Linked DNA regions of Mus musculus: all the other regions are linked to region 5. A link is a contact called in public HiChIP or PLAC-seq and promoter capture Hi-C data. All regions are on one chromosome and are shown on one strand. The core of a region is the stretch at or near the end of the contact, and the rest is flanking DNA. Distances in the headings are between cores, read along the strand shown.

The links. Promoter capture Hi-C pulls out the DNA fragments that hold promoters and counts their contacts. HiChIP or PLAC-seq counts read pairs in DNA pulled down with a chosen protein or histone mark.
Region 1: a promoter capture Hi-C map of hippocampal neurons shows a contact between it and region 5, with 2.5 times the contacts expected there. The contact joins the enhancer-like site here to the promoter of Aldh1b1 in region 5. A contact is called at or near these places in 6 of 39 promoter capture datasets (the 3T3-L1 cell line, cranial neural crest, embryonic stem cells and 3 more), 2 of 15 datasets of contacts at CTCF or cohesin (the NIH/3T3 cell line and large pre-B cells) and 1 of 115 datasets of contacts at active chromatin or transcription factors (large pre-B cells).
Region 2: a contact with region 5 is called in an H3K4me3 HiChIP or PLAC-seq map of embryonic forebrain, with 3 times the contacts expected there. The contact joins the promoter of Frmpd1 here to the promoter of Aldh1b1 in region 5. A contact is called at or near these places in 4 of 39 promoter capture datasets (the 3T3-L1 cell line, liver, pre-B cells and 1 more), 1 of 15 datasets of contacts at CTCF or cohesin (the NIH/3T3 cell line), 3 of 115 datasets of contacts at active chromatin or transcription factors (embryonic forebrain, large pre-B cells and stem cell-derived neural progenitor cells) and 1 of 9 other capture datasets (embryonic tail).
Region 3: an H3K27ac HiChIP or PLAC-seq map of cardiomyocytes shows a contact between it and region 5, with 6 times the contacts expected there. The contact joins the enhancer-like site here to the promoter of Aldh1b1 in region 5. A contact is called at or near these places in 12 of 39 promoter capture datasets (the 3T3-L1 cell line, the HPC-7 cell line, HPC-7-derived erythroid cells and 7 more), 2 of 484 Hi-C or Micro-C datasets (the G1E-ER4 cell line and cranial neural crest), 3 of 115 datasets of contacts at active chromatin or transcription factors (cardiomyocytes, heart atrium and large pre-B cells) and 1 of 9 other capture datasets (embryonic stem cells).
Region 4: a contact with region 5 is called in a promoter capture Hi-C map of second pharyngeal arch cranial neural crest. The contact joins the promoter of Fbxo10 here to the promoter of Aldh1b1 in region 5. A contact is called at or near these places in 10 of 39 promoter capture datasets (3T3-L1-derived adipocytes, cranial neural crest, hematopoietic stem and progenitor cells and 6 more), 1 of 484 Hi-C or Micro-C datasets (embryonic stem cells), 9 of 115 datasets of contacts at active chromatin or transcription factors (T-cell acute lymphoblastic leukemia, acute myeloid leukemia, bone marrow-derived macrophages and 6 more) and 2 of 9 other capture datasets (adipose tissue and embryonic stem cells).

The regions. Positions count from the first base shown.
Region 1 is chr4:45,159,010-45,163,520 of GRCm38.p6, reverse strand. No RefSeq gene overlaps it. Among named protein-coding and RNA genes, the nearest start is that of Frmpd1, 24 kb to the left of the region's middle. Within about 2 kb of position 2,895, at least 9 of the 459 cell types and tissues checked have an H3K27ac peak or open chromatin away from gene starts, as enhancers often do. A contact at or near this core is called in hippocampal neurons, where this site is marked.
Region 2 is chr4:45,183,493-45,187,649 of GRCm38.p6, reverse strand. It overlaps Frmpd1 (FERM and PDZ domain containing 1), which reads right to left and starts at 2,744. Exons shown (of 16, transcript NM_001081172.2): 1 at 2,693-2,744.
Region 3 is chr4:45,036,251-45,040,572 of GRCm38.p6, reverse strand. Fbxo10 (F-box protein 10) reads left to right here. Exons shown (of 11, transcript NM_001024142.1): 10 at 1-47. Among named protein-coding and RNA genes, the nearest start is that of Gm30939, 7.0 kb to the left of the region's middle. Within about 2 kb of position 2,657, at least 11 of the 459 cell types and tissues checked have an H3K27ac peak or open chromatin away from gene starts, as enhancers often do. A contact at or near this core is called in the HPC-7 cell line, cardiomyocytes, heart atrium and 1 more, where this site is marked.
Region 4 is chr4:45,083,087-45,087,298 of GRCm38.p6, reverse strand. Fbxo10 (F-box protein 10) reads left to right here and starts at 2,695. Exons shown (of 11, transcript NM_001024142.1): 1 at 2,695-2,809.
Region 5 is chr4:45,797,016-45,801,352 of GRCm38.p6, reverse strand. It overlaps Aldh1b1 (aldehyde dehydrogenase 1 family, member B1), which reads right to left and starts at 2,331. Exons shown (of 2, transcript NM_028270.4): 1 at 2,184-2,331.

The DNA.
Region 1 (4,511 bases), core at 1,646-4,145, 640 kb after region 5:
AGTTTCCTCTGTTAACCATCTTGTTTCAGACAGAGGGGATCAATGAGACATAAGAGAAGGAAATGGTTGTTCTTGGCTCTCTGGAAGCTCATGTGACATAGGCACTTTAGGATTGTTCTATAGAAAAGTTATAGGGGAGACGCTGAGAGTGATGTCATTTGGGGGAGGCTCATGAATACAAGACAGATTGGACACATCACAAGCTGAGAGCGGCACCTGCTTTCTTTACCATTATAGTCCAAGTGGTAACAATGTAGCTGACAATCCGTTTCTTTTTTTAAATTAATTTATTTATTATATATACAATGTTCTGCCTGCATGTATGCCTGCATACCAGAAGAAGGCACCAGATCTCATTATCGATGATTATAAGCCACCACGTGGTTGCTGGGAATTGAACTCAGGACCTCTAGGAAGAACAACCAGTGCTCTTAACCTCTGAGCCATCTCTCCAGTCCACAATCGGTTTTCTTAATGGATGAATTACGAATGAATGGATGGATGAACAAATGAATGAGTGAATGAATGAATGAATCCCCAAAGGTTTTCACAGATGGAAGATAGAGTTAGAGCTGTGCTTTTATCAGGCATTCTGGCATTAGCACATATGCCTCGGGGAGATGGGGTGTGAACAGTGGGAGGAAGTGGCTGGGAAACAGATCTGGAGTGAGTGGAGAGGAGACCACTAGGTATTTAGCCAGGCTTTCATGTTTTCAAGTGACGATGCCTTTGATGAGGCACAGAAAGTCTTAGGTTTCCTCCTGCCTATTTATCCTGCGGTTCCCGTGTGGCCCTGATTGTATGCTGCTGTTTAACAATTGGCTTTCTTGGGGAAGAAGGCTAGGCTGTGTTATTTGTCCATTTCTATGATGCAAACACTACTGCTGTGACCAAATCTATCGAGCTCAGACGTCTAACATCGAGGCCCCCTCTCCTAGGCAAGCAGAGGTCGGAAAGGGGCTCTGTCATGTTGCCTCCTCTCCTACACGAGCAACAGTGGCGGTGCCTGGCCTTATACCACTGACAGCAAGACTGGCCCCGATAAAACCATGTTGTATCCAGCTTTATTCAAATTTGGGTGCCCAGAACTCCTCGACTGCCTCATCTCCTTACCTGATATAGTCAGTCAGGAATTATCATCAGTTACACCACTGAACTATGATTTATGGTCCGTCTATCAGACTCTACTACCCTGATATAGATCTTTAATGCTTGGCTGAAGAGAACAACTTCTGGTAGTTTCCTCACTTGTTACCCATCTCTTCTCCAGGGAGCTATCGTAAATCTGACTCAGAGTTGTGTTTACTAAAAATAAGGTAGAAGGCAAGGATTAACACCAGCGCTACCTTGTTGTGCACACTGTGGGATAAACACTCTCTTTCACATACGTAGTAACAACAACAATAGTAATAGTAAAATTTAAAAGTCTAAAAGATGAAAAATAATTTATTGGGTCAAAATAAGACAAGAAGACTTTAAAACAGGTATGACATGGGACCGGAGAGTTGGCTCAGTTGGTAAAGTGCCTGACATAAACCTAGATAAAAAGCCAAGGATGCTGATGTATATATGCAGTCCCAGTGCTGGGGAGGTAGAGACAGGGGGATCCTGGAGTTCATGGGCAGCCAATCTTGCCCAGTCAGTGTACTCTTAGAGAAAGACCCAGTCTCAAAAGTGATGGAAGAAGCAGATGACGTCAACCTCTGGCCTCTGCTGGTTTGCACAAACATATGGAGGCACGCACATGAACACTTACACACGTAACACGCATGCAAAAGAAAAAGGAAAAACTCAGGAAGAATTAAAGATAAGAGTAAGACAGTGACTATAAGTTCAAATTAATCACAAACCCAGAGAAGTCTCCAAAGCTGCAGATACCAGACCCACACACTAGCCAAAGACGAGACTGTCAGATCCACAACAGAGACAAGGAGAAACCAGGAGTGACATGCTCCTGGTATGTTTAGATATGAGAATTCACGATGACATAAGGAAAATCCTGCGTCATCGCCTTGCAGGATCCTAGGGAGCAGCTCCATCGCCTTGAGAGATTTGTAGAGGAAAAGAGTGAGTATCATCCTGCTGTTCCTGTGTGGCCTAGCCCTGGTTGTGTGCCACTGTTTAACAACTGGCCTTCTTGGGGGAAGAAGGCTAGGCTGTGTTATTCGCCCATTTCTATGGTGCAAACACTACTGCTGTGACCAATTTTAAGCTACCAATGTGGGTGCTGGTAGTGTAGCTTGGCAGAGATTAGGAGAGCTCTTTGTGCCTAGCATGTCCCAAGCCTTGGGTGTCCCCTGGCTGAGGGAGGAGCTTCCCACTGTGATATCACTGACCGTGTGGATGGAGAGTGCCCCGTGTATTCAGCCCTTGTCAGCTGGTAGAATGTAGTCCTAGTGTCCCATTGACCTCATCTGACAAAGCATAATAATAAGAGAGGGAACTATCTCCTGGCCCAACTGTCCCAGCTAGTAACGGAAAGGAAATGTCCCACCAGACCAGTGCCATTCTGTAACTGATACTGAGCTAAAGACCTGATACTGAGAGCTAGCAGCAGCTGTTGACATCATGGGGAAAGGCAGCCGAATGTTATCTATTTTCCACCGTGAAACCTCCACTGAGCTTGGAATGACACCATCAGACTAAACCCAAGTCCAACAAAGCTTCTGGGTCCAGCTGCCAATTTTGCAGGAAACAGAGTGGGAGAGGGGGCGCCTTTAACTGGGTCGTGGGAGTGAAACCAGGAAAGCCAGGAGATTGGAAAAACACGGTTCAAATGGTTCAGTTTTTCCAACAAATTAAGAGAAAGAGAAAGGAACGGAGGGAGGGCTGACTCGGTGGCTAAGTGAGTGGCTCCCTTGCTGCTCTTCTGCAAACCGAGTTTGGGTCCTAGTGCCCACCCCATGGACCAACTATAACTAACTGCCTATAACTCTAGCTCCAGGGGGTCCCTTCCAACCTCTACAGTTGCCACAGAGAGACACGCACATCCTTAAAGGAGTGAGGAGACACGATTGGAATGACATAATCAACATTTTCAATGTCGGGTGAATTTCAAACATGAATACTATATTTATATCATTTCCACCCTTCCCTCTACCTCTAACTTCTCTTGTGTTGTCCCTCATTACCTCTCAAATGTATTACCTCTTCTTTAATTTTATTTATACACATACTACATACAATAGAGTGTATGTATATACATATATACACATGCAATTTATAGATAGATAGATAGATAGAGATAGATAGATAGCTAGATAGAGATAGCGATAGATAGAGAGATAGAGAGATAGAGATAGAGATAGAGATAGATAGATAGATAGATAGATAGATACACACACACACTCTCTCTCTCTCTCTCTCTCTCTCTCACACACACACACACACACGGGATATAGAATTGGGTAATAAGATTATAAAGAAACACGAAGAATGATCTCTAAAATGAGAGGAGCCAGCCAATAGTGGCTCATGCCCAGAGCCTAGAATGCAACAGGCTAAAGCAAGAGAGTTGCCATGAGTTCGAGACAAGCTTGAGGCATATAGTGGATTCTAAACTATTCTGACCTACAGAATGAGAACCTGCCTCAAAAAAACAAAAACAAAAACAAAAACAAACAAACAAAAAAATATTCCACAAAGAGAAAAGAACTCAGTAGAATACTTTTAAAGAAATGAAGTTGAGGGCTGGAGAGATGGCTCAGTGGTTAAGAACACTGGATGCTCTTCCAGAGGACCCGGGTTCAAGTCCTAGTACCCACATGGAAACACACAACTACAACTCTAGTTCTAGGGATTTGATACCCTTCTGTGGCCTCCAAAGGCACCAAACACACATTATACAAGCATACATGTGGGCAAAACACCCATACACGGCAGGGGGTGGGGGTGGGGTGGAAGGAGGAAAAGGAGGAGAAGAAGGAGGAAGACTGGAGTGGAGGTGACAGCAGGGTGAGGGAGGGGCTTCTGAGTTGGCTTGATGCATTCTACTTCTAAGCCGGGGCATAAATACTCTCATAGAACTCATTAACCTATTATGTGCAGGTAGCTTTCTATATGGTGTATAATTCACAATAAAAGGTTAAACAAAAATAAAATATATGGCAATGGCAATGTATTTGTTAATTGTTTTAATGTTTAAGAATAGGGAAATGCTAACTACACTTATTTTCTCATTATAGACTGTATACATACACTGAATTATACTGTACCCTTTAATTATGTACATCAAGATAATAGTACTACTAATAATAATGACAGTAGTAGTAGTAATAATAATAAACAATACAAAGTGCATGTCTTGCCCCGCTTTTCTGTTGCTATCTATGATAAACACCATTCCTGGAAGAGAGAGATTGTTTAGCTCACAGGTTACATGGGGTCAATCATGAAAGGAAGCCAGGGGTGGAACTCATGAAGGAACCTAGAGGCAGGAGCTGAGGCAGAAGCCGAGTGCTGCTCTCTAGCCTGCTCCTCCTGGCTCTCTCGGCTGCTTTCTGACAGAACCC
Region 2 (4,157 bases), core at 1,495-3,994, 610 kb after region 5:
TTCCTAGAATAACCCTCTGGCTCCCGGTAGCCATCCTGTGAATAACTGCTGAGTGCACAGGGAGGGAGTGCACAGAGGCTGTGTTGTGCTAAGCAGAGACATAAAGTGGTGAGTGCTATTTCTCACTGTTTGTCCTGTTCTTCTCTGACCACTGTGAACGTTCAGCATCCTACACAAAAGCAGAAGGGAGCCACGGCCCAGTTCCCAGTGTATACGGACAAAGTTGACATGTTTATAACTGGCTGTCAAATCCTTCTGCCTGGGTCCTTGAGCACACAGTGATAAGCTTGTGGGAGGCAGGGATCGAGGCTTCTGATTTAACCCATCTGCAACCTCCACCACGTTTAGTATTTACAGGACACTGGAAGCTGTTCATGTCCGTATCAGATTGGAGCCCCCTCCAGATAACAAGTGCCCATCTCTGGGACCAGGAGGTTCCCTGAGAATGAACATGCTGTCACAGCCCTGGTAGGAAGGTTCTAAGTCAAGGCAGAAACTAAGACAAAGACACCATTTTTATATTCCACGAGTGCACAGCAACACACCGAACTCGCTGCCCATGAACACACTACAGAGGGATCCAATTCTGACCAAATGCCTATTATATACAAACACCATGATAGACGCTTCTACCTATGATCTATCTTGTGCATTGACAATTATCTTTAATTTCCTTTGATAAATGAGAAGAGTGAAACTCAGAGGACCCAAATCCCAAGCGGAGACCAAGGCACTTCTGCCTATCTTCTGCTCTCAGAGGGCTCTGCCTGCTCTGCACTTCCACTGGATTCCATGCTCCTTGCTGACCTGAACTTTACTAGCCAGTGGTCATCCAGTTCCTTTCCATGAAAATGACCTCCCTGCTGAGACCCTTGCCTTCCTTCTACCTTCCTGGGGGGCAGCTCCTCCAATTCTCCAGCTGGAATTCACAGTTTGCACAAGCCCCAAGGGATGACCAGAAGCCCCATGGTCTAAGTCTCTACTCCTCCTGAGACCCTTAGCCCACGCAGCAGAGAACCCTGTCAGTAGTTTTCCTCATCTCTTTCCATGAGAACCAAGCACTAGATGATGAAGAGAGTCACGCTTGTGTTTGAATGCCTCTGGGGGCAGGGCCAAGTGAGCCTCCAATTCCAAGTGGCACTTGGGAAAGGCAAACGCAGGTATCACAACCCCACCCTGTCACAAAACTCCCTCTCCCCAGACTTCTGACTTCCGAAAGCCTGAAACCGAAAACCAGCATGTCTAGGAAGGAAATCAAACAAAACTGCTTCCACGAGATGTTTCTCACTGGGGCGCACTAATTGCAGCACAAGATACTGGGCAGTGGGACAAATCTCACCTTCTATCACACACGCTCAGGTATCTCGTTCTCAACTTCGCTCCGGCTACACCAGAATTCACCTATCCCGGAAGTCAAGACACGTCTTTTCTGAACTGTGGGCCTCTGCAGCCCCATGGACATGGACACGCAACACCCACCGGAGGACTCCTGATTTAGAGCGAGTCTCCATAACCAGAACTGTAAAACATCTCAGCCTCCCCTTAGACTGGAATTAAGCATCCACTAGCCTCCTTCAGGGCCCTACAACAGGGCATTATCTTCCCCCCTCAATTTTGAGAGGTTTTGGCAAAAAAATAATAAATAAATAAATAACCACCTCACAAACAGAAACATTTCCTGATCTATAAGCCACTTTGAAAACAAATCATTATGTCGTTGAATATTTTATGACGGCCAATGCACCGGAGTAAGCAAGGCGCGCTCTCACCAACCCTTGCCATGTCTATTTTGAGACTCCTAGAGCAAACCCCAAATGCTTCCTTTATTTTTTCCAAACACCAATTTGTAAGTGCTGGATAGATTCTTGATGGATTAATGGCTCCACCCAAACTGACCCTGCAAACCAGAGCTCAGAGACTCCCCTTCTGTAGAGTTTTATAGTAACTGACCTCAAAGAACATCTCACTACTTTCACCCTACCTTAGAGGCACCAAAACCAGCCTCAAAATGTGGACTTGCCCAAGGTCACACAGCCAGGATGGCTCTGGGACACCTAGCCCTTGCAGCTACTCCATTTCCAGAGGCCATTGCCACACCCATCCTTAAGCTCAGTCAAGGCTGCTGCGGGTTAGGGACGCGACCTGTCCCTCCCCACCAATACAGACTTCTGTAGGTCTTCAACATTCCTCTCCACTCCCCATGAGCTCTGGAGCTGACACACTCTCGGGCACCCCCCCCCCCACTCAAAACAGAGCAATACAAGCGTGACGCTTCAGCCGATCGTCCGGGCGAACAGCTCAACCCACTCTGGTGCAGGTATGGCAGTGGAGACCGGACAGGCAGGGCTCATCTGAGGTCACTCAGAAAGTTGGCGCTGGCTGCGGCCGCACCTGAACCCAGGGCTGCCTCGCGGCTGGTCGCTCCTCCCACAACTACACCGTGCAGACCTCGGAAACTTAAGGCACACGGATCCCATGCACAGAGTTAACCGTTGCAGGTCCCAAGCAAGCTGGCGGCCACGCCACGGACGCCGGGAGAGGGGACACGAGGAGTGGAGCGGGTCACCCGGGAGCGCAGCGTGGAGGGCGGCGCGGAAGAAGCCAAGGAGCAGCTCCCAGAGACGCAGGCCTGGGCTGTGGGGATCCAGGTATCCCCAAAACTTTGCGGCGGCGCGGGGGGCCTCGCCCTTACCTGAGGAGGAGGCGCCGCCCGCGTGCACGCGGAGCCGGCGGGAGCAGTAGCTGGGGCGCCCCGCCCAGCGGCGGCCACGGTAGCCGGCCGGGCTCGGGCAGCGGCTCGGCTTGGGCTCCGGCTCGGCTCCGGCTCCGCCTCCCGCGCCGCGGCTGCAGCCCGAGGGGGGAGAGGCCGGGCCCGGCTGCGCCCGCGCCGTCTGGCGGCGGCAGGTGCTGAGGCTGCAGCTGCGGGGCCACCAGCTGCCGGCGCCGCGACCCCCGCCCCGGGGGAGGAGCCCCACGCACCGCCCACGCGGGCTCCTGAGGTCCTGGGCCGTCGCAGTGGGCGGTCCTGCTCCCACCCAGGCCCTGCCTCGGCTGGCCTTCCCCAACTCACCCGCCGGGGGATACGCAGCGTCCCCACGGGAACACTGAGGCTGGGAGGGGAAAGGGACACCCCAAGGTCACCCAGGCCAGCAGCCTAAGCTGGAACTCGGAATGACCCCCCTTCTAAGCTCTGGCTTCCCAGCTTTCTTACCCCGCGGTAGGAGACCCTGGGGAACACAGAGGATCTTTATACTTCCCTTGTCTCCCAGTCCTTGCCTCCCCAGTCTCTCCTGCTGAGGGCAGTGGAAGAGAGTGGGCTCACTTTAGGCACTGTTGACCACTACCCCGTCTCTGCCCTGAGAAGTCATAGTCCCCCAATCCTTCTGTTCTGGGGGAGGGGGCTCGGAAGATCTAGAAGCCTTAAACTACTGAGATACCCTGGGGCTCTGCACCCATGCCCCTTCTGATCCCCGCCCCCACCCCCCAAGCCGAGTAACCCAGTTCCCATGTTACAATTCTACCACCTCTTTCCCCATGCAAGTCTCTTAAGATGGAATAGCTACACCCCCAGGCTTACGCTGTGCTAGACACTGGAGAAGTGGCCTCCAGAAAAACCTGGTACTGTTTCCTAGTACAGTCTAGCCGATTGAATAAAGTGCTGATCCGGTGCCCGTAGCACCATCCCGCCTACTGAAGGGGGTGCCTCTGAACAACAACTGGAGTTGGCCAACTAGAGTGTGGGAAAGCATTCCAGAGGACCAGAACAAAGCTCTCAGGATATCGCAGCTTTCACTGAAACAGGAGCAGAAAGGGAGCAGAATTGAAGAGTTAGAGGAGGCAGTTCCTGGTCAGTATTCCGTGCTATCCTTAGCTATCATGGGAGGAGGAGTTTTAAGGATAGAAGGTGGCAATCTTGTTGCCACCAGATTATCAAATTAGACCACTCTGGGAATCAAATGAGCACAGACAAGATCCTTAATCCAGTGACAAGTGGGCAAAGCAACAGGTCAGCCCTTGGCCTGATGAAGACAGAAACTCCAGCACCCACCAGGTCCCTAGCCTCCAGTAGTAGGACCCAGGGTTAGCACCACTGGGGGAAGTGGGAAGAAACGGAAGATACAGAAGCATGGTGGGTATAAAGTCAGCTTTAAGAAAAT
Region 3 (4,322 bases), core at 1,408-3,907, 760 kb after region 5:
AGAGAGTGCATCATGCAAAACAACAAGTTCCTTGTCTTCAAGAAGAAGTGAGTGGGCTACGGAGGCGGTCCCTGGGTAATGCACTTCCTGTGTGAGCACAGGGACCCGAGTCTAGATCCCAGCACCCACACAGGTGCTGATCCTATTGTTCATTGAGTCTGGTCTTTCATTTAGGCACGTGCAGTTGTAGTTGGCCTGGAACATTGCTTGTGAGCGGCTCGTTCTTTTTGTTCGGTCTTTTAGGTTAGCATATAAGGCTGTGGGTTTATTGTGGCATTTTCACACGTGTGTGATTCGTACAGTGTTCTTCCCACTGCCCATCCTTATTCTTCAGCATCTCTCTTGCTGGCTGTCCTCTGTCACCCAAAGTAGTCCCCTTCCTTCCTTCTTTTTTTTCCTGGATAATTTATTTAGTCATTTAAGTCCTCTAGTGCCACGGACCACCCCAGTCAGGTATGGGGGTCCCTGGAATGAGGGTCCCGAAGCTAGGTGGGTAAGGATTCAGCGGTGACAAACAGAGACAAACACAGAGGCAGTTTGAATCTGAGTGTATTTTGCAACTCTCAAGTAGGGGGTTTCATACATTAAAAACCAAACATTACATCTCTTAGAAACGATATCCAGTGAAACAGTCACAGATACCAACAAAAATCATTTGGCAGAGTAAAGCACAAAAATCATCCAAGCATTACAACTCTGAAACTATGTATTCAGTGCATCACAAACAGAACAGGTAACATCACTATAAATCATCAAAATATAACAATTCTAAAAAGGTGTATTCAGCGGGGGCTGTCGTCCAAGGCTAGTGGCATATTTCCAAGAGCAGGTTAATAAATCTTTAACGGTCAGTGCTCTTAACCGCTGAGCTAACGCTTCTAGCCCCATACGGTCAATTATTATTCAACATCTAATTTCTTATAAATCTTCAATGCATAAATTTAAACTATTTTAATTCTTTCTAATTAAGGGTTTCTTTACCATATACCAAAACCCACCTCTGATGACACACGTGCAGCCATATGAAATTTTATTGTTGGGAAACTTTTTATCTGTCATAATAGTTTTGTAAATGATTTAAAAAGTAAAGCGTCAGCCGGGCATGGTGGCGCACGCCTTTAATCCCAGCACTTGGGAGGCAGAGGCAGGCAGATTTCTGAGTTCGAGGCCAGCCTAGTCTACAGAGTGAGCTCCAGGACAGCCAGGGCTACACAGAGAAACCCTGTCTCGAAAAACCAAAAGTAAAGCGTTGGTTTCCCCGGGGATAAGGTTGTTAGTGACCCCATATCTAGGGGTTTCTTACCCATTATTCTCGCTGAAAATCTTGGCCTAGGCTATCAGGAACATGTAAATAAGAAAAGGAATAAGAGAAAACAAAACAGATAGATTGCCAGGAGAACAATATTTTTTCTCCGGCAAAGAGTTCCACAACCGGGCTGGTGAGATGGCTCAGTGGGTAAGAGCACCCGACTGCTCTTCCGAAGGTCCGAAGTTCAAAGAGCAACCACATGGTGGCTCACAACCACCCGTAATGAGATCTGATGCCCTCTTCTGGTGCATCTGAAGACAGCTACAGTGTACTTACATATAATTAATAAATAAATAAATAAATAAATAAATAAATAAATAAATCTTAAAAAAAAAAAAAAGAGTTCCACAACCGATTCCAGGAGGCCTCTCCACTTTGAGGTCAGTCGTCTCAGTCTGTGGAACTTGTCACACAGATGCTACTGAGGTGGTGTGGCACTCTAGATGAGGGACATAAAGGCATGTGGTTGGTGGCTTCAGCCGAGCATTTGGGAGCTACTTCAGGATCATCACCCAGTTTGAGGCCAGCCTGAGTTAGAATTGAGGGGAAAAAAAAGCGTGGACATACATTTTGGTACTGTGACTAATGCTGTCTAGTTCTCAAGGCCTGAAGTAGATCCGATGGGTGGCAATGTTACTAATTCTCTTCTGTTGCCATTGTGTGAATGGCCTCTGAGAAACAGTAATTATTTTAACCTTATAAATGTCTGGGACTATGTCGACCCTGCACATTTTAATGACATTCCAAGTTCATCATTCATCAGTAAGTTTTATTGGAATATAGCCATGTTCATTTGCTGATACATTGTCAAAGTCTGTCACACACAAGTGCAACACACTTGTAAAAACACACAATATAAACCTAACATATTTACTATCTGGGCCCTTATAGGGACTTCATAGACTTAAATAGCAATGTTGTAAACTTCCTGGAATGCTCTGAGCTATTCCAGGATGGTTGCTATCTGAAAAACTGCTCTTACTTTTTAATTAACAAGTATCTAGCCATAAGTAGTACACAGCTATCAGCTAACACCTCTAAAAATAATCCGTGGCCCTGGCATGAGTCCATTGCTGCCCTATCCCCCAAAGTGTAAGTGAACTTTACAGGCATTCTCTAACACTGCATCATAGCTCTCCGTAATTCTCTACAACAGTTTTAACTTTTCCTTTCCATCTGAGCTAAACTATTTCAATTAGGACTGCACTTTGTACATTACTCAACAAAACATGCTGTTGTCAGAAACCTCAAGTCCTCATGGAGCAGTTTTCTCCTTGAGATCTGAAGAGCACACGTGCATACTGCTGTGGACTAGTGCATCCTCCGGGGGTGTGACAAGCACTATACTTGAAGTCATCCTGTGCTGGCATGCGTGGGAGTTCCACAGGGCACAGCCGCCCAGGCAGAGGCCACCGATGAAAGGCCCCGTCTGAGTTCACCTGTATCTCTTCCTCCTACCCCCTTCACATGGTTTCTTTCCTTGTTGATGTGCAAAGTGCCTAACAAAAGCCACTCAGGGAAGGAGAGGGGTATTTCACCTCACAGTTTGGGCATGTGGCACACCACAGTGGGGAAGGCGTGGTGGTGAGGTCAGCTCTAGCTGTGGCAGCAGGAGTGGTAGACAGCTGGTCACGTCGTGTGTGCAGTCGGGAAGCAAAGGATGCTGGTCCTGTCTTTGCTTTCTCCCTTTTCCAGTCCAGAACCTCAGCCCTTAGGATGGTGCTGCCCACAACCAAGCTGTCTTCCATACTCCTCAGACTTGTCTGGGAACACCCCCCTCATCGATACACTCAGAGATAGGCCTGTTTCCTAGGTATGATGGCTAGTCTTGGCTGTCAACTTGATTATATCTTGAATTAACTAAGACCCAAATGGCCAGGTACACCTGTGGGGTCTTTTGATGTGGGAGGATACACTATGAATCTGTCCTGCTGGCAGCTTACAGAGGACATGGAGAAGGAAGCAAGCGTTTGTTCTCTGCCTGCTTGCTCTCGCTCTCCGGCAAGTCCACCCTTACTGGCATTAGAGCTGACCTTTGGCATTAGAGATTCCTTTGGGATCTGGCATATACTGAAGACCAGCTGAGACATCCAGCCCCATGAACTGACCAACACTGAGTTTTAGAATTCCTGCCGCTAGTATATATATAGAGGCCACAGAGGAAATGAAAAAAATAATATATATATATATATATATACACACACACACAGTCTATTAAGTTCTGTTCTTCTAGAGAACCTGAATACACTAAGTCGTTCTAGTCTAGTCAAGCTGACAATGAAGGAGTATCACAGTCTCTTTTCTACTTTCATGACATCATCCTCAATACACACAGATACACTTTTAATCTGAATCTAGACTCTGCAAAAAAGATGTGCCGAGTCTGCACTTAATCACCTTCCTGCACTCAGTGATTCTCTCCAGTTCCATCCATTTTCTACAAGTGTCAGGGTTGACTCATGTGTTGACGGATGTCAAGGCTGGTTGTCTTCCCTGGCTGTTGTTCTCAGTGTGGCAGGGAGCATGGGTGTGCGAATGTGCCTGTGGGGTAGCCAGGAGTGCTGTGGCGGTTCTGGTGTTAGTTGTTTTATTTTATGCATATGCATGAGTGCTTACACGTACATCATGTGTGTGTCTGGTGCCTGCAGAGGTCAGAAGAGTGGTTGGGTTCCCTGGAAGTCAGTTGCTCTTTCTTTTTGTTGTTTTTGTTTGTTTTATTCAGACGGGGTTTTCCTGTGTAGCCCTGGCTATCCTGGAACTCAGTAGACCAGGCTAGGCAGAGTGCTGGATTAAAAGCATTCGCCACCACGCCCTGATGCATTCATTCCTTTCCGCGGCCACAGATGCAGCAGCTTGTTTGTCTGCTCTTCACCTGAGGTGCTTTCAGGTAGTTTCTAGTTCGGGATGGTGACAGGTGAGGCTATCCACGCTCACAAGAAGCTGCTGTGGTGGCGGTGGTGGGAGGAAGGCCCCTGATTCATATCCAAATCCAGGAAGAAGAGGAAGTTGAGGG
Region 4 (4,212 bases), core at 1,446-3,945, 710 kb after region 5:
GCTTCAGCTTCCTAATATAAATTATGGGAGTCTGAGTTTTTAGTTGTAAACATTAAAATCCAACTTTGGCAGTCGTGAGGAAAAATATTTTATTAGAAATTGTGATGGTTTGTATATCCTTGGACAAGGGAGTGGCACCATCTGAAGGTGTGGCCTTGTTGGAATAGGTGTGGCCTGGTTGGAATGGGTGTGTCACTGTGGATGTGGGTATAAGATCCTCACCCTAGTTGCCTGGAAGTCTTCCACTAGCAGCCTTTGGATGAAGACATAGAACTCTCAGCTCTGCCTGTGCCATGCCTGCCTGGATACTGCCATGCTCCCACCTTGATGATAATGGACTGAACCTCTGAACCCGTAAGCCAGCCCCAATTAAATGTTTTTTATAAGACTTGCCTTGGTCATGGTGTCTGTTCACAGCAGTAAAACCCTAACTAAGACAGAAATATAAAGGGAATTTGAGGATCACCAGGAAATCTAGAGAATCAGGCTAGGATGCCAGGTAACTGGAACACCACTATTTGCTGACCATTGGATCCCACTGGAGGGATGCAAGCTCACAGCTTTCAGGGTACCCAATGATGCTCTAGTCAAGCTGCTGGTGTTGCTTTGGAGCTGTTACATAACATGTAGGCCTCAGTTCTGCACAGGGAATGTTTATTTGTACAATTAGAGTTAAGTGGGAAGACAGAACCGATCTAGAGTTTCAACTTCCATAACAAAATACCTGGTTTGGTTCTCAACAAGCTCATCATTGAAGACCCCCCGTAAGGTAGGAAGAGAGCTGAGACCCGCAGGCAGCCGAAAAGGATGATAGCTGTTGGGTTACCTGTGGCCAAATGACTCTGCCTGAGTCTAATCTCTCTATAAAGCAAAAGTCTACATGGCCGTGGAGACTGTATGTGCCCTCGTTCATTTGCTATAAATACGAATGACATGCCAGGCTGCTAAGGTGAGCAAGCCCACTCCAGTCAAATGAAGTAGAGAAGTCAAGAGACAAGAGCATTACACACATGGTGGGATGGAGGCCTGCGCCAGACAGATGAGGGTAAGAAGAGAGGAGCAACCAGTCGCTTACAAATACTGTTCTTGTGCACAGACATGCATGTAGCCAAAGCACACTTACGCATAAAATAAAAATAAGTAAATCTTAAATAAAACGCCACTGTCTTGACGTTTAAATGTTTATACAAGAAATAAAATCCCCCCGCCCCCGTGGCACCTTTGGACAGATGAAGAAGACAGACAGCATGCTGTGTTAGACGGGCCCCATTGTTGTCCTTTGAATGTCCTAACCTTTTTAGAGAAATGCCAACACAAACAATAATGTTTGATAGCACAAATCCAGGAACTCAGGCTTTTAATTGGGTATTGAAATTCATATTCAGCCTGCTGGTTTCATACAATGGGCCACTTTTCAAAGGATTAGACGTGCGATCGGTTTGCCAAACGTAAGCGACGTCTAAGCATGGCCTTTCCACTACATCTGTGTGCTTGCTGAACAGCTCTCGGTCAGCATTCAATTGTTGGGTTTGGGTCTAGGTGTTTTGTTTGGGGTTTAAACAAATGAATCGTTGAAGGCTGGGATGTAGGGGGGTACAGGGGGTACAGGGGGGTAGCACTTGCTCAGCATGTGCAAGACCCTGAATTTGCCTTAACCACTGCATAAAACAACACCCCCCCCAAATTTGACTTTACTGCAAAACTGTCTCAGATCCGTGTGTGTGCCCCCATATCCACTTCCAGTACTTCAGGCCAGTCTCTACTTCTCTTGTCTTCTCAGCACAGAGTATCGAACACCTGCATTCTCCCCCTTCAATGGCTTCCTTTATCATGGCTTATGAAATACTGATGACCTCTAATACCCTTTTATCTAAGACCTCGGGATGGTGGGATACAGGGTTGGAGAGACAGCTTACTAGTCAGGAGGTTTATTGCTCTTGCAAAGGATCCACTTGGTGGCTCACAACTGTCTATATTCAAGTTCCAAGGGCTCCGGCTCCCTCTTCTGGCTTCCAGGGCCCCCTGTGTGCACATAAATCAGGTGCATAAAATACGCATAAAAGTAAAAAAAATCTACAAAAAAAATATTTTTTCTTAGGAGTCGTCTTGTCTCCCTCAGCGCAGGAGCTTTCTCTGGCCTCTTTCACATAGCTACTCTCATGAGGTCATCACATTCCTCAAACCCTAGTTTTCAACCAAAGAGCTCTTTTCATGTACTTCATATAATTTTAAATACATATGGACTTAAACAGCTTTTCCGGTTTATCCTCTCCGCCACAGAGTGGATTTCAGAACAGGAGCCACCACCGCTTTGTTCTCTTGGGCCCATAACTAGTAGTTGGTGCAACAGGTACTACACACATCATTTGCGTTGTGCCAAACGTTTTCCACACAACCCACCCATGGCCCCAAGTCCTTCCTGACTTCTAGCTGGGCTCAGGGTGACTCCAGCTCCTATGTGCTCATATGCACGGAGCCCAGGGTGCTGTTAGGCTATAGTGGTGATGGGAAGGATCCGCCCGCTTCCAGGCCCCTAGGAGCCTCCGGCAGTTCCCGCCCACGATGCTGTTCCCACCCCTTCGGAGGCCACGCTCGCCCTCCATCGCCGAGCCCCGCTCGCCCCGCCCTCCTTCCAGTCTCACGGCCGCGCGCGCTCGCAGGCCAGCCCTACACCCGCGTCACGTGACAGCCACCGGGGGCGGGGCTCGCGGCGAAGTCGGACCCCGCTGTGGCCGAGCGCCGCAGTCCTCCGGCAGCCCTGCGGCTTCCAGGGCGTCGCGGCCGCGGCCGGGCAGCGCCGCTCCCTGAGGTAAGAGGCGCAGGAAGGAGGCTTCTCGGGAGCCCGCGGATGCTCCAGGCTCACCGGCCGCTCGGTCCCTCCGTGGGCCCAGCGTTTGGCTGGGGTGCGGGGACCGGGCCTGGGGGCACTGCGGGAGGTGGGGGGCCTCGGCTGCCGGAGCTCCGGGAGAGCTGTGCCCCCGTCCGCCCCCACCCCGGACCCACCCGCGGTCGCCTCCAGCCCCAGGGCTTTGCAAGTGTCTGAGAGAATGAATGCGATTTTGCGGTTTGCTAGCCTTCACCTGGGATGCAGGAGAGAGCGTGCAGTCGCGCACCCAGTGGGTCTGGTTTTAACAAGTCGCGGAGACTCGGTTTCCGCAAATCTTTGAAGGAAGAGGGGACGACCCCCTGCCCGGCCTCCCTCCTGCACTGATGGCAGAGCCGTTTGGAGAGCCAGAACTCCGGAGTTGGTGTTAGTTCCATCCACCACCCACTAGCCAGGCAACCTTGAGCCACGTCGGTGGTGCTTCTGTTAAAAGTAGAGATGATGTAAATGAGCTAAATACCTAATAAAAAATGGAAAAAAAAAATAAATAAATAAAAGTAGAGATGAATTCTTCGGCCCGAGGTTGCTGTGAGGATTAAGCAGGAAACGTTGAGGACTCCTTAGAGAGCACTCTCCGTGTGAGCATTGTTAAAATAGCAATCTAGGAGTCCATGATAGACGTCTTTCTCGCAGTAAGCACACCGTCCTCTGTGAATGTGATTCTGAAAAATGTGTCGTTTTGGCTGAGGAGCCCTCTCCCCTTTCCCAGGCCCCCTTTGCCTTCTGTTTCATATTGGCATGTGAACCTGTTGTTCCTACCGAATGAGTCAGGCAGGATGGGAACGCTAATTTACTTGAGCAGATGGGTATCAGATTCCCTCTGAGGGGAAAGAAAACTGTCAGGCATGTGCTATCACAAAAAAAAAAAAAAAAAAAAAAAAAATACAGTAGGGTGATTGACTGTCTACTGGAAGATGCCTAGGAGCCCATGGAATCCAGCCGTCTCCTGCACACAGAGAAGCTAGACCAAGAACGAGGCCAGGACTTTGATTTTGCTCAGCCATCAACACTGTTGGCCTTGGGTAGTAGAAAGAATGCTTGAGCTTGCCTATGTTCTAACTCAACTGTTCGTTTATTCTGGCAACAAGATCCAGACAATGGTGTCTGCCCCCATGGAGCTGTTTGCATAGCTAGCTATGTTAGTTATATAAAAGTCTGTATGTGCACACACAGGTGTGTGTGTGTGTGTGTGCGCGCGCGCGTGTGCTCACGTGAGTCCATGTCTGTGTGTGTCTGTGCCCCTCTGCTGGTTTGCGGTATGTTTTATGATAACAATAAGCTTTCAGCTCCCAGAGAGCTGGCCTCATAGCATCTGGCCCCAGGAGACC
Region 5 (4,337 bases), core at 1,082-3,581:
TGAGGCAGGGATTTTTGTTGCTGTCATTCTATGCCCCGCTAGCGTGGCAGACCTTGAGGGAAGGGACTCTGAGGGATCAGAATTTCTCCAGGAAGCCCCCCTTCTGAGAATGACAATACCCTGCAGCGTCAGGAGATACTCACCAATCCGATAATTTGTGTCACAGCTAAAATTTGCACTGTAACGCCTCCTGGCTTGAATTTTATCTTTTTAATAAGATTTTAGTGTGGCTACAGGCAAAGCCAAGAGAAACCAAGAACCTTTCTTTCCCTAGTTCTGGCCTAAACCACACACAAAGCCCTTCTCACGCTCCGCAAGCTGGATGCTCTAAGCCACAGAGATAACCAAACAAGCCCTTGGGAGTCCAAGGTCAACCTGGCCTACAGCGGGAGACCCTGCCTCAACAACGCAAACAACGCAAATAATTATTAATTCTGCTCTTTCGTCAGAGTCACCTCTATGACCATGTCCGGTCCTAGGGTAGACCTATTGCTGACTGAGTGACACACTAGGAAAACACACTAAGATTCCCACAAGGGCCACTGAGGAACTGCCCTGAGATCTGAGCAAGGACCCTAGAGACTTGGGACCCCAGTTCCCTCAAATGTAGAGTTCCCTGGGGTGGTGTTGAATGGGGTCTTCCATGTCTAAAACCAGAGACACTCCACTCTGGCAGACATCAGAACACTCAAGGTCTCAGAAACCAACCTGGCAGAGCCCCCCAACCCCAGAACAGTGGGACGGGGCTTAGTTTTCTGGGGTACAAGTCAAACACCAGCTGAGGTAGGTCTGCTTATTGTCACCTAAAACAGCAGTGACTTTCTTTACTAAAACAGCATGATAACATGATGAAATGTAAATGTATCTAAAATTGCATAAACGACTGTTAGACTGTGTTTCTACTTCCTAGATTAGTTACACAGTTAATCTCTGGCTAGGAATAGAAACCTTGTGTCTTTTCTGTCTCACTCGGAGGCTTGCTCCACCCAGCAGTAAAATGTAATTGCACCAGCCCAGATCCTTGACCTCCACCCCCACCCCCACCCCCACTCCCATCCCAGGCCCTTTCAACCCTCTGTCCCAAGTGCAGAGAAAGAAAAAAAAAACCTAATCCACGAAAGCAAGGATCCCACCAGGTCCTTAGCCATACAGAAATCAATGCTGACCAGAAAAAAGCCCTCCCAGGGGAACCTGAGCCAGCAGGCCCATCAAGGACATCTGCTTTGTCCTTGTAACCAAAAGACCAGGATCTCTCTCTCTCTCTCTCTCTCTCTCTCTCTCTCTCTCTCTGTGTGTGTGTGTGTGTGTGTGTGTGTGTGTGTGTGTGTGTGTGAAATTGCTCTTAGGTCACACCAAGGCTCTGCTGCTCAGAATCTTCACAGGGTCCAAGTGGTTGCTTTCATTTTGCACATAGAAAAGTCTCTGGTCCGGCTGGAGAGCTGGCTAAGCAGTTAAGAGCACTGACTGCTCTTCCAGAGGTTCGAAGTTCAATTCCCAGCAACCACATGGTGGCTCAAAACCACCTGTAATGAGATCTGACGCCCTCTTCTGGTGTGTCTGAAGTCAGCTACAGTGAACTCACATAAATGAAATGAATAAATCTTGAAAGAAAGAAAGGAAGGAAGAAAGGAAGAAAAGAAGGAAGGGAGAGAGGGAGAGAGAGAGAGGAAAAGAAAAGAAAGAAAAGAAAAGAAAAGAAAAGAAAAGACAAAGCTCTGGTCACAGGTTATCCAGCTTTACAGTTTGCGGTTCATCTTCTCACTGTAAATTCAGCAGCCTCCCTCCCTGTCCCCGTCAGGTTGAGTAGAACAGATTTTGATGGCTACTCTAGAGGGAACCACAGATGTTCAGGGACACTACTCTCTCATCTTTGGATTTGGATTCCCAAAGGCCTAGCTTTGTGGTTCCTCCCAATATCAGATACTCATGTCCACCGAGTGAAAGGCCTGAAGTCAGAACCCCGGAACACACACTTAGACCTAGCCTGTCCACTATGGCCAGTGGCTCTAGCCCCAGATGGGAACCAAGATGAGAAGGTTTGGGTGGTTCTGTGTTCTCCCAGCCCATCCAGTGTCTCCCCGATAGGAAGCGGCGTGGAAAGAACCCAGCAGTGCACCCGGAAGAGACCTGCCATTCGGGGACCGTAGCGTGCCCCAGTGCGGAGGGAGGGCGGCGGTAGCTACCTGCGGTGGTCTGGGGCTCAGGCTCCGAATCGCGCTCAGGCTCAAATTCTAGTATCAGCGTTCTCCGGTCAGTTCAGCAGCCGTGCGGACCCGCCTCGCTCAGCCGCTAGCCAGCCAATGTGGTTCCGTCACCAGCTAAGCTCCGCCTGCTCCCGGCACCGCCCACCACTGAGGGATCTCGGCTCAACACCCTGATTTCCCCTAGCCTAATCTTAGGTCCAGCATCAGGCACCTTCCAGAGGATTCTGATTTGGCTTCTTTGGAGCAGGCATCTCAAGTCTGAGAGCCTAAGGACACTCCTTTGACAATCAAAAGAGGGACCCAGAGAGAGGTGGGGTTTTCCTAGGATCACATGCCCGGCTCTATCCTGGGACCCCTCCTTAAATATCAACCATTGACAGACCTTGTTGATAGAGTGCCGCGGATCAGCATTCCTGAGCCTGTTTTACTAAGACAGTACTGAAAATTCTTGTTCCAAAATCGTGAGCAGATCGGATACATTCCAAACAAAATGGGCTATGTTGTTTATAAAGTCTACATTGACCATTGGTCTCTGCTTTTGAGCTGAGGGTGGACAGTTGGGCCAAGACCCTGGGGTTGGGGTTGTAGGAACTGAAGATTTTTAAAATAACATGCATTTTAAAAAAACAGCCTAAAATGCAGTCAGAAAGACAGTGGAAGTGAGTTACACGGGGATTAGGCTGGCTGCCATATTGTGTGAAGAATCCTGGCGGTGTTAAGTAGCTAGTTACAGATTAGTGGATTTGAAGGACACCACTCTCATAACCAATGGCTTATAGGATTGAATCTGAAATCGCAGGACTTTATTACTGGTCAAAGGAGTGTGATCTTGTCATAGCTCTTATCCTGGGTAGAGATATAACATGCTGTACTGTCTTGGGTGGAGGTGTCATTAATAGATAACTATCTAAACAACCCTCAGCAAGATTATTGCCTCCCTTCAAGCTTTCTGGTAAAAAAAAACAAGACATACCATTCTTCCTTACTTTAAGAGTGAATCCAAATAGACCTGTCCATCACCCAGACAGAAAACATTCCTTAGAAACAGCTACCTGCTCTAGAAAAAGCCCACTCACAAATGGTCAGCACAGTGGCAGTGGTCTCTGACCTCTGTCTGCTCTCACGTGGTCCCTTTGGCTATTGTGCAATCCCCTACTGCTGGGTGATAAATTCTACCTACCCTCCACCTACACTCTGAGCGTCTCTTCTAGACCTTTCCATGGAAGTCACAGAACTAGGGAGTCACTAAGAAAGGCTGGCACAAGATCCAGGTGACTGAAAAATCTGGAGTATTCTCCCTTTAGAACTCAAGGAACAAAATATGTACACCAAGTCTCTGAAAGTCCAGATCAGGCAGGGTCTGTGGAGTGCCAGAGGGCAAAGCCAGACCAGTGTGTGGGAGGTTATGGGGCACCCCAAGAAAAACATCCTGGCAGAGCATAGTAGGAACTGGGCATGTAGCTCGCCCAGTACTTGTGAAGTTTGAATACAATCCCCGGTGAGGAGACAAAACCCAGAAATGCCCCCCCCACTCCCCGCCCAGGGAGCTCCACTCAGTTAGAGCTGAACCCTTAACGATGCAGCAGAGGAGGAGTTTAAGGCGGTAAGTGTTACTATTTGCTCTTTATCTAAGTGAGTGAGACACGCCACACGCACAGGAAAAGGACCAAATATACCCAAGTGTGGATATGGGCTTCTCAAGGAAGAGTCTGGCTTAGTTAGGTGTCTTTACTATGGCTCTAGATAGATGGGTGGATAGATAGATAGATGATAGATAGATAGATAGATAGATAGATAGATAGATAGATAGTGACTCTGGTTTCTAAGTTACCTTGTTCAAAATATATAATTTACAAGAAGGCAAAAAGACTAAGCAAAGTTTTAAAATTACGTTTTTTAGGGTTTGTTGTTGTTTTGGGGGTTGTTTTTTTTTTTTTAGTTTAAAATATGAGCTGGTCTACATATTGACCTTGACCTGAAGCCTGTCCCTGTAACTGAAGCTGTCAGGTGGTTTTACAAGAGGCATTGCTCAGAGTTAGAGATGAGAAGGGTATGCTCACAGCTCCGCTCAAGGCCATGGACATCCCGGCCCTGCAGAGTTCTTGGTTGTTTTGAACATCCTGTTTAAGAGTG